Linked DNA regions of Mus musculus: all the other regions are linked to region 1. A link is a contact called in public HiChIP or PLAC-seq data. All regions are on one chromosome and are shown on one strand. The core of a region is the stretch at or near the end of the contact, and the rest is flanking DNA. Distances in the headings are between cores, read along the strand shown. Region 1 holds the start of Brca2 (breast cancer 2, early onset). Region 2 overlaps N4bp2l2 (NEDD4 binding protein 2-like 2). Region 3 has its middle 27 kb from the start of N4bp2l1.

What was found. HiChIP or PLAC-seq counts read pairs in DNA pulled down with a chosen protein or histone mark.
Region 2: a contact with region 1 is called in an H3K27ac HiChIP or PLAC-seq map of trophoblast stem cells, with 10 read pairs. The contact joins the enhancer-like site here to the promoter of Brca2 in region 1. A contact is called at or near these places in 6 of 39 promoter capture datasets (the C10 cell line, the HPC-7 cell line, HPC-7-derived erythroid cells and 4 more), 3 of 15 datasets of contacts at CTCF or cohesin (CD8 T cells, large pre-B cells and pro-B cells), 17 of 484 Hi-C or Micro-C datasets (B cells, the BV-2 cell line, the C2C12 cell line and 13 more), 14 of 115 datasets of contacts at active chromatin or transcription factors (the 230-238 cell line, bone marrow-derived macrophages, embryonic forebrain and 7 more) and 4 of 9 other capture datasets (adipose tissue, liver, macrophages and 1 more).
Region 3: a contact with region 1 is called in an H3K4me3 HiChIP or PLAC-seq map of the 230-238 cell line, with 21 read pairs. The contact joins the enhancer-like site here to the promoter of Brca2 in region 1. A contact is called at or near these places in 4 of 39 promoter capture datasets (the C10 cell line, liver, macrophages and 1 more), 1 of 15 datasets of contacts at CTCF or cohesin (CD8 T cells), 2 of 484 Hi-C or Micro-C datasets (CD8 T cells and muscle stem cells), 8 of 115 datasets of contacts at active chromatin or transcription factors (the 230-238 cell line, CD8 T cells, bone marrow-derived macrophages and 5 more) and 3 of 9 other capture datasets (adipose tissue, liver and pancreatic islet).

What each region holds. Positions count from the first base shown.
Region 1 is chr5:150,521,046-150,524,325 of GRCm38.p6, reverse strand. It overlaps Brca2 (breast cancer 2, early onset), which reads right to left and starts at 1,705. Exons shown (of 27, transcript NM_009765.3): 1 at 1,430-1,705; 2 at 1,047-1,151. The coding sequence starts at 1,113.
Region 2 is chr5:150,644,209-150,647,488 of GRCm38.p6, reverse strand. N4bp2l2 (NEDD4 binding protein 2-like 2) reads left to right here. Exons shown (of 6, transcript NM_201369.3): 4 at 1-29; 5 at 412-488. Among named protein-coding and RNA genes, the nearest start is that of N4bp2l2, 20 kb to the left of the region's middle. Within about 2 kb of position 1,593, at least 8 of the 459 cell types and tissues checked have an H3K27ac peak or open chromatin away from gene starts, as enhancers often do. A contact at or near this core is called in trophoblast stem cells, where this site is marked.
Region 3 is chr5:150,620,278-150,623,557 of GRCm38.p6, reverse strand. It overlaps a transcript of N4bp2l2 not described here. Among named protein-coding and RNA genes, the nearest start is that of N4bp2l1, 27 kb to the right of the region's middle. Within about 2 kb of position 1,692, at least 59 of the 459 cell types and tissues checked have an H3K27ac peak or open chromatin away from gene starts, as enhancers often do. A contact at or near this core is called in the 230-238 cell line and CD8 T cells, where this site is marked.

The sequences.
Region 1 (3,280 bases), core at 456-2,955:
TAATTCAGAGCCTGGTGTGGCTGTTCACACTGCAATCCCAGCACTCAGGAAGGTCACTGCAAGTTTGAAACCAGCCTGATCTACATAGCAAATCGTAAATCAGTCATGGTTACGGAGCAAGACGATGTCATTTAACAGAGAAAGCTAGGGTTGGAGAAATGACTCAGTGGTTAAGAAGCTCTTGGGTTAAGAAGCTCTTGCAGAAGACCCAAACTCAGTCTAGCATCTACATCACAGCCCACAACCAACCTGCAACTCCAGCTCCAGGGGACCTGATGTCCTCTTCTGACTTCTGTAGGCACCGACACACACAGAGCAAATACACAAACACACTCATACAGCTCAAAACAAAATAAGTCATAAAAGGTTTGAAAAGTGTTCATCACTAGCATCACCAATGCTTCTGATTTGCTCGTAGCCCTTTCAAAACAGTTCTTTCCACTGGAAGTCAAAGAGTTAGTTCCCCATCAGTTTAGGTATTCTACATCATCTGATTGACCAGGAAAAGATTATGTTAACTGGATCTGACTCCACGACCTGTTTACAGCACAAATCACCTTCAACTCCTGATCCTCCTGCCTCTACCTCCCAAAGGTGAGATTACAGGAATCAGCTAATGCCTGCTAAATTGATGCTGAGGAACAAATGCAGAGACCAGGGTCACTTTCATCCCTCTTTTGTGTTTTGTTTTTAATTAGGTCTAAGCTCTGTTGCTCCTGACATCCAGGAATTCCCTATGTAGCCCAAGTTGGCCTTGAACTCATTTAATCCACCTGGCTCAGTTTTCTGCCTCAGCTTCCATAGGATTATAACCTAGCTCAAGTAATTTTTTGTTTGTTTTTCTGAGACAGAGGCTCTCTATAAAGCCCTTTATCTCTCTCTTTAGACTAGGCTGGCCTCAAACTCAGAGAAGTCCACCTGCCTCTGTCTCCCAGGTGCTGGGGTTTTTGTTTGTTTTTAAAGCAAGCATTCACCTTGACTTATTTTATTGAAAATATTTTTTTAATGGGACTTAATTTACCAGGTTTTATAAAATTCCTCAATACCTGCTGTGCTGCATCTCGCCTTAAAAATTTCCCAAAAAGTTGGTCTCCTTTTGTATTCAACGGGCATTTTCTCTACAGTATTTCTCCGATGCTCGGTAAGGAAGTCTGCAAAAGAGAAAATAACAGACACTGCACAAGCCTGGTTTCTTGTGACAGGTAAAACCAGAATCGCTTGGAAGCTTATCCTACCTCAGGCCTATCTTTTGGGACAAGAGCAGAACTTATCATGAAGATGGGGACAGTTTATAACTGTGCTTCCAACCAAGTGGCTACTAGATACATCACAGCACCCGAAAGTGGCTATGGTGGGAGTCAATGACAAGACAAACCTAACGTTATTTAGAATTATTCACATTGACTAATCAGGGAGCCGAGACACACACGTTAGGTAATCCGGCGACTGCAGAACGGGGCAGCTACCGCGGACTCTGGACGCGCCGGATCCCTCTGGGAGGACGCCGCGGGCTGCACCGGGGCAGCTGCTCCGGGTGGCCGTGAAGGAGGTCGACTGGCTCCTCCGGGGTGTCAGGCGCGTCCCTCACGGCCTCACGACCCCGGAGCGCACGCCCGCCACACCCGGCCGCACCGACCCGCTCCGCTCCCGCAGCGGTAGCTGACTGACGGCAACGCCTCACGGCTCCCGCTCCCGCGAAAAGCCCGCGCTCTGCCCGTGACGTCATGACCCCGCGACGGGGACGCGGCGCGAGTGCCACCGGGAAGTCAGCGAGCAGCTCCTTCTGTGCCTGTTCCCGGCTAGCATGTGCTCGCCCATCCCCAGCCGAATTCCTTTCTTCCCCTCACGATATGTGTGTGTGTCTGTTTCCCGCTGTGGCCTAAAATTTTGTTTATACTTTCTTTTTCTGTATCTTCGGGGTTCTTGGAGTTCTGTTTACTTTAACCCTGAAGATAGACTTGGAAGGGATTCTTTGGATCTCTTTACCCTCTTCTCAATGTCGTCACATTAAATAAATCTTTCAGCTTTACACTTTTAATTTGGCGCTTTTAATTGTCTTATTGAGGACGGGTGGTAGGACCTGGGCTCAAGTGTTCTCTCTCCTTCTCCCCCTCCCCCTCTTTTCTCTCTCATACACACACACACACACACACACACACGCACGCACGCAGTTAAATAGCAGTCCTGCAATATTAGTACTCCTTTCTGCAGGTTTTAGGATGCGATCACCGTATTTCCCGACTTTTCCAGAAACTGGCCTAGAAAACTGAAACATTATTACCTCTCCCCTGAATTTACTGAGTAACAAGCCCAGTGCATGGCTTACTGTAGGTTTGTAGTTTGAACTTTAGAAAGCCCTCGACTGGATCCAACAAGAGATCTTAGAGGCCTTGCTGCTTCCAGAACATGATTAAGCAGTTAAAAGGTCCTCTTGGATTAGAAAAACAATGACCTGCGGTTGGGGAATCTGGCTCAATAGTAGAGACTCTGGGTCTGGGTTAGATACTCAGCACTACAATAAAGACGATTGAGAAAAGTCTGCTTGGTTTATTGGTATCAATTTTGTCTGGTAAGCTGTAATCCTTAGTTTTAGCAAGAAGTATCACTATTGTAAAAAAATACTAAAACTTTTGATGTAGGTCTGCTTAGCAAAGAAGAGGCCTATGATATTATCTAGTAATAAACTACTGCTTGCTGAACGTTTCTAACAATACTATGAAGTGTTTAGCATTGTCCAGTGGGTAAAAACTAGCCTGGTAGACGTTCTAAATTTAGATTCAAATCCATTTGGTTTTGTTAGCTTGTAAAATGAGACAAAGGTGACATATGTCTTTAATCCCAGCACTTGGGAGGCAGAGGCAGGCTGATCTCTATGAGTTCGAGGCTAGCCTGGTCTACACAGAGAAACTCTGTCTTGGAAAAAAAACATATTGGGGCCAGAGAGACAGCTGAACAGTTGAGGGCACTGGCTGCTCTTCCAGAGGTCCTCAATTCAATTTCCAGCACCCTCATGATGACTTACAACCATCTGTAATGGGATCTGATGCCTTCTCCTGGCGTGCAGATAGATGTACATGCAGACAAAGCACTCAAACAATAAAATGCACAGTAATTTCTACTTAGAAAAGAAAAAAATTGCTTCTTCCCCCGGGGAAGTCGGAGGAGAGAGGTGTCTCACTAGAGTGGAATAATGAGAAGCCTTGACACATTTCACCCCCTGAAAGATAGCTCAGTATCACACCCTCCTGGCCTTTAACAGCTCATGACTACGTTTTGTGTT
Region 2 (3,280 bases), core at 344-2,843, 120 kb before region 1:
CCTGGGAAATGAAACCGTATGTAGAAATGGTAAATAATTGACATACAAGTTTTTATTTATTCTTAACAGATTTACATAGTCTAAAAATTAGGTTAGTCTTTGATCTTTATCATGGAAACATTTTACTTTCCCTTGCTTTCTAAATAGATTTGTTGGGTTTTTTTTAGTCTCTTACAAATAGAGAATGGTGTTTATGATGATTGAATGTGTTCATCTCCTTGGTTACTCCTGGACTTGAAGATAGTAATTGGAATTGGTCCAGCTACGTAGCCTTAACATTTTTCTAAGCCATATTTACCAAGAAGCATTTTTCTTGGTTGAGCAGCCTTCCTGTTGTCAGATGAAACTTGTATCTATTTACCTTCTTTTCCTTAAGATTGTTTTCCGGGTTTTGTCTTCTCCCCTGTGTAGGCCATAGGAAAAGGATACAGAGTAGAGTTTCATGAACCGGAAACTTGGTGGAAGTTTGATCCTGAAGAATTAGAAAAGTAAGAGCCTCATTTTTATTGAATCCTTATCTTGTTTCTTTGATTTATCTTTGCATGGTTAGTTTCTCTCTGGCTTTGCTTGTCATCTTTGTTAGTTGGGACCAGGGACTATTTATTTTTTTAAGAGGAACAAGTTTTTGAAGAGATTTGCCTTGTCAAAATTATCAATTATCTTTTACTAAATGGGCTTGGTTCTTTTTCTTAATATGAACTCTTTTATATAAGATTATGTGACATTAGGGCTTTGCATTCCTCCCTTCACCATCATGACCCCTTGTGGGTCCCACCATCACCTTTGTACCTTGTGTTTTCATCTTGCTCTGACTTTTCCATCTTTCCATACTTCTATCCCAAGAGCCTTGGCCTCACAGTGTTTGGGAATTCAGTTTGTTTTTTGTTTTTTTCTTATAGAGTGGTAGTGTGGTGTATTTACCTTCTTTTTTTTTTTTACCTAGAGTTGGGGGCAATATGTCATTTCAGACATCTAAACATTTCTGCTGCAAATTATGACCAGTTGTGTTAAGTAAGAGTTTGTAGGATCTAGTTTCTGTAAATAAGTTGCTTTCTGACCAAGAAAACTAAGGGTTTGTGAGTTTTGTTTCTGGGCTGTTTAGAAGATTTGTTTTTATGCTTGGCAAGCACACTTCAGCTCTTTGCAGATTTCAGAGTGAGAGACTTGGGAGAGGCTGTGGACTTGACTTGGAGCCTCGTTCTTGATTGTGTTGCCAGGGCCTTCCTTTCATGCCACTGCTTGTCTCCTCACCCTTTACTTTCCCTGCTTTGATTCCCTTCCTCTTTGGTACCAGTTTTATTGAGGTATAATTTATATACTGTACAACTTACCCATTTAAAGTAAACAATTCAGTGATTTTTAGTGTATCCATAGAACTGAAGATGTCCTCTTTCTAAACTGCCCTTTTCTTCACTCTTTATTCCATTAGAGTTTGCCCCATTCTTCTTCAAAACAGTCTTATTTCCTGCTGGTGCTGCTAGCACACAGCAAACACGCACTCTGCCATAAACTGCGTCTGAGCCTTCAGGCTGTGTTTCTGTGTGTGTGGCCCAACTATTTCTCGTCTTTCACTCCTTTTACTCTCTCTGTGATTTGTGTCCTATATACTGATCTGATGATAATACCTGGCTGTTTGCATACCAAACTATATGTGTCACACTCGAGGTAGAAGAGAGGGAATTTTAAAGATAGTTGAATCATGGCAGACAAATGACTTGAGTGATTAAACCATCCTATAGTTATGGCTTCATTTATGTTTGAGAGACTGTTGTAATTGGGGTTTTTGATTAGTTCTTTGTTATGTTTTCTTTCTTTCCTTTTTTTTTTTTTTTTTTTTTTTGGTTTTTTGAGACAGGGTTTCTCTGTGTAGCCCTGGCTGTCCTGGAACTCACTTTGTAGACCAGGCTGGCCTGGAACTCAGCAATCCACCTGCCTCTGCCCCCTGAGTGCTGGTGTTAAAGGCATGTGCCACTATTGCTGGGTTGTTTTTTTTGTTTGTTTGTTTTTGTTTTTTTTAATGGGTTTTTACTCTTTAGCTCTAGCTGTCTCGGATATGCCTACCCCAGCCTCTCAAGCACTAGGATTAAAGATGTGAGCCACTATGCCTAGCAAAATAGTTTCTTAATATAAATTAGCAGCCACTTCTTCATTTTAACTGATATGTAGGATAATTTGAAGTTTTGGAAGAATTGGATAGAACCAAATAGCTGATTTTGGCTCTTGTAGATTTAGTCATATTTTACCAATTTTAAAAAATTTTACGTCAGTTGTTGTGTTTGGGACTGAACCCAGCGTTTCAAGCTTGCCAAGCTGCTGGTGTACCATTGATAAAGTCCCCTGCTCCTGTCTCTGCTGTTACTCTTAAATTTTTGATTGTAAAACATCAGATTAGGACCAGGTGTGGTGGCACACGCCTTTCTTTAATCTCAGTGAGTTTGAGGCCTGCCTGGTCTACAAAGTTGAGTTCCAGGACAGCCAAGGCTACCCAGAGAAACCCTGTCTCAAATAACAACAACAAAATTATATTAGTAAAGCCGATGTGTTTGTGGCCTATTTCTAGGAAAAATTAGTAAAGCAAGAACAGTACGTAGAAAGCCTATGCCTGTGTGTTATCTTAAAGTCAGAGTCATACAGTGAGAAAGTATGAGAGTAAATTAACTGTCCAAAGGCCCGGGTACTTAGATGACTTTTCTTGCCCAGAACTCACATAAAGTTACAGGAAGAGCTAGGCTTGGAGCCCCATGCCTGTGGTCCTAACACTGGTGAGACTGAAGCTGGATGGGACATATCCTCAGCTGTCACCTCAGTATGGGAACACAACTATTCTCTCAGAAATGCGGCACACTCCAGTATGGTTGTTGTGGTGGTGGCAGTGGTGTTTTGCGGGAAGACCTGATAATCTCTTACTGATTACATTTTGTGGAAAGTTTACCTTATAATTTTTTGCCTTTTTCCAACTTACATGAACATGTGTGAATAAAATCATATATTATGTATTGTTTGTATCTAATTTTTCAATCAACATCATACTGTATTCCTAATAATAAGGTACTGGTAATAAAAAATTTTAAATGAAGTAGGAAAAGCTGGTTATGGTGGCACACACCTTTAATTCCAGTGCTTGGCAGACAGAGACAGATGGATGCAGATCTCTGAGTCTACATAGTGAGTTCCAGGACAACCAGAGCTCCTACCTAAAAAAAAAACAAAAAAAAAAAACAAAAACAAAAACAAAAAAAAACCCAATAATAATAGACCTGCCTCAAAAACCCAACAATAA
Region 3 (3,280 bases), core at 443-2,942, 99 kb before region 1:
GCACCTGAGATCTTCCTGAGTGCTGAGGTTACAGGCATGGGCCACCATGCACAACTCAGAATGCTTTTTCCTAAGAGTACTTGCTGTGGAAGAGGAATGGGTGGAAGCTAAAATTTGAGGACAGGAAAAAAGTCTTTCTGGTTGGCGCCTGTAGTGAAAAGAGGCAGTAAACGTTTGTTGTGTAAATAAATGCGTAACAGTGAAATTACGTTTTCACTGTTTAATGGAAGATAATTAACAGATAGAGGGAAAAGTGCAGTGTCAGCTTCAGGAATTTCCACAGGAATTAATGACTAAGTCATCTACAAGTGGGATTTAGCAACTAGACAAGAATATAGAAAAGGTATAGGCAGTGGCAGCTGACTCACCAAACTCAGTGGCAGGAGATCAGTCTGGTCATGCTATAGAAGTTCTTGAGCACTTACAGTATCAGCATTGTTCTGTGTGGTAGAGATCTAGCAGAGGCAAAACAAATGGCCTTTGCCTTTCCCCAGTGAGATTGGAGAAGCAGCCCCTGCTGTAGACAGGGCACATGGCCCACCAGGAAGGGTGGTGAAGTCGAGTGAATGTGAGCACAAAGGCAAGGCTCAAGGGAATGGCTGGCTGCCAACATCTAAACAGAAACCTGAGAGCAAAGGTGCAGAGAGCAGTGAAGGACCATTTTAGGCAGAATCTTTCACTCAGGGTCTTGATGAGCTGAGACTGCAGTCAAAGAAAAGCAAAGAAACCAGTTAGCTTGGACTCAAGTCAGTAGGGCAGAATAAAGAAGCAGGTCAAGAAACAAGAAATGAGATAATCTGAGGTCTCAAAAATTGAAGGACTATGGACTTTACCACACTTGAGAAGGGATGCCACTGAGTTCTGAGCAAAGGGATAGTGTCAGTAACCCATGTTTTAAGACATAATCCAGCCCAACTGCCATTTTAGGAATGACTTTAGTGACACAAGAATGGCAACAGGATGGTATAACTTGCAGTAACCCATATAAGAGATAACTGTGACTTAAGTCAAGAGGACTAGGGAGATGGTTCAGCAGGTAAGAACTCTATCGCTGCACAAATGTGAGGTACTGAGTTTAAATCCTTAGAGCCCATGTAAAAAGCCAGATGTGGTCGTGTGCATTGGTAACCATGGTGGCTGTAGGGGTTGGTGATCAAAGAATCACTTGGGCTTGCTGCCTGCTGCAGGCTCAGTGAGAGACCCTGTCTCAAGGTAGAGAGAAAGAGAGAATGTAGGACACCAGTGTCCGCCACTGAATTCCTGCACAGCACACACATGTATACAAACAACATTTAAAAACAGTTATAATGAAATTAAGAGTGGATGTGTGGATGTGTGAGAAGTGGTTGACTAGAGGAGACAGATGATTGAATTAGACAAGTAATAGGCTGAGAAGGTGAGTGGGGAGTTATTGTAGGTTAGGTGTTCAGCAGGAGAGCACATTTGGGAAGGGAAAGATAGTCTGGGACATGATAAGCTTGAGCTACATTCTAGACATCCAGGCAGGTGCTGAATGTGTTCATAATCCAGAGAAGTCTGAGCTGGAAATACAAATGTGGGTAAGTGAGGGGAAGACAGGAGCATATTTGGCACATAAGGTAGGAGGCTTCTGTGAGTCTCAGCCTCTTCTGCTTCAGTAGAACTGACGAAAGAGGCTCTCTTCCCAAAACTTGGGAGTTCCCCTTACAGGTTCTATTTGTCACCCATTTGAAGAACTGCCAATCACGGTGTTTGAAAGCCGTGTTCTAGAGAAGTGATCAGAGTAGACCACCAGGAACCAGAAAAGAGGAACCACTGAAGAAGTCCTTGAAACTTTAGCAGCAGTGAGTCATGCTCACCTGTTTTAAACAGATACTACTCAGTCTAGTTAAGAGTAGATTTTGAAAATTTCCCAAGGTAGCAGTGGAGCTCAGTCAGTAGAGGGCTTGCCTGTTTATGTGCAACATCCAAGGTCAATACCAGCTCTCCACAAAACTCAGTGTGCTACATAACTGTAATCCCAGCACTTGGAATACGAAGGCTGGAGGATCAGAAGTTCACAGTTATCCTTGACCAAATAGCAAATTTGAGGCCAGTCTGAATTACCTGAAACTTTGTCTTTAAAAAAAAAAAAAAATCCACCCATATGCTAAAAGTGAAAAAAATTAAAAAACAGGTCAATACACCAAACTATACAATAATACTTTATCCAATACACCTGCAATTACTGTCAAAATCTATGAAGATTTTTTTTAAACAGTGCAATCACAACTTCTTTATCTTGTAAACAGTAGCAAAAGTCTTCCTGTGTTAACATCTGTAAGGTAACAATTTACGTTGCCCTGTAACAGCAGAAACAGTGCCTCTGGATATCTTACCAACTGGGAGGTTAAACACATTATATTGTTGTAAGGCTGAGGCACCTATTGGCATTGGTTTGGTAACTGCCTAAGACAAATGCAGGGAGGGGGTTACCCTAGTGAGTAAACATTTCTGACCATGTTAGTAGTGCAGTTTGCTGTTTCTCTGCGTTGGGGACTCCTGCTTCTCAGAGACAAACAAGGAAAAGGCTTGGGAACCTGATGTCCTGAGAAGTGGGTAAAGCCATTTCCAAAGTAAGGTTCATGTCTTCTACAATAGAGAGGGGAACAGAAACCGAGGAGAAACATCTGTTGGTGCTTTCTAGCAGAAGAAAGTAGGAACCACATCCAGAGAATGGCGCTCTTTTGATCGTGGTTAGGTGTAGCTTACTTCAGCTACTGCACACTTAATTGAGTTGACTATTTGTCTTAATTTTGGTGATCATAAATATCTCAAGGTACTGGGGTGAGACATCTGTCAGGGTGGCTTCTGTCACCTGGTGTCCCAGATCCTGTGACAGAATCACCTCTTAGTCTTCAACTCTCCAACATCCAGGCTAGGAGAAACTAAACGTGGCAGGACATGGTACACGCCTGTCAGCTGGCACACGGGAAGCAGAAGCAGAAGAGGACAAGTTACGCAGTGAGTTCAAGGCCAGGCTGGCACGTTAGTAAGACCCTGTCTCAAAAAAGCAAATCAAACAAGGAAAGGCGCTCTCGTAGTAACAGAGGAGAGGGCTTGCCTAGATTGTGCTAGGACCTGAATTGATTGCTTACTACCAGAAAAAGAAAACAACAATAACAACAAAACCTAAACATTTCTCTCTGAATTTATGTGACAGTTGAGTCATTAGTCTTTTTCCAGTCGCTGCCCAGTCATAACTTTTGCATCACACTACACCAGGGCAGTGAGAGAATAAAGAAGACACACAGACAGGCAG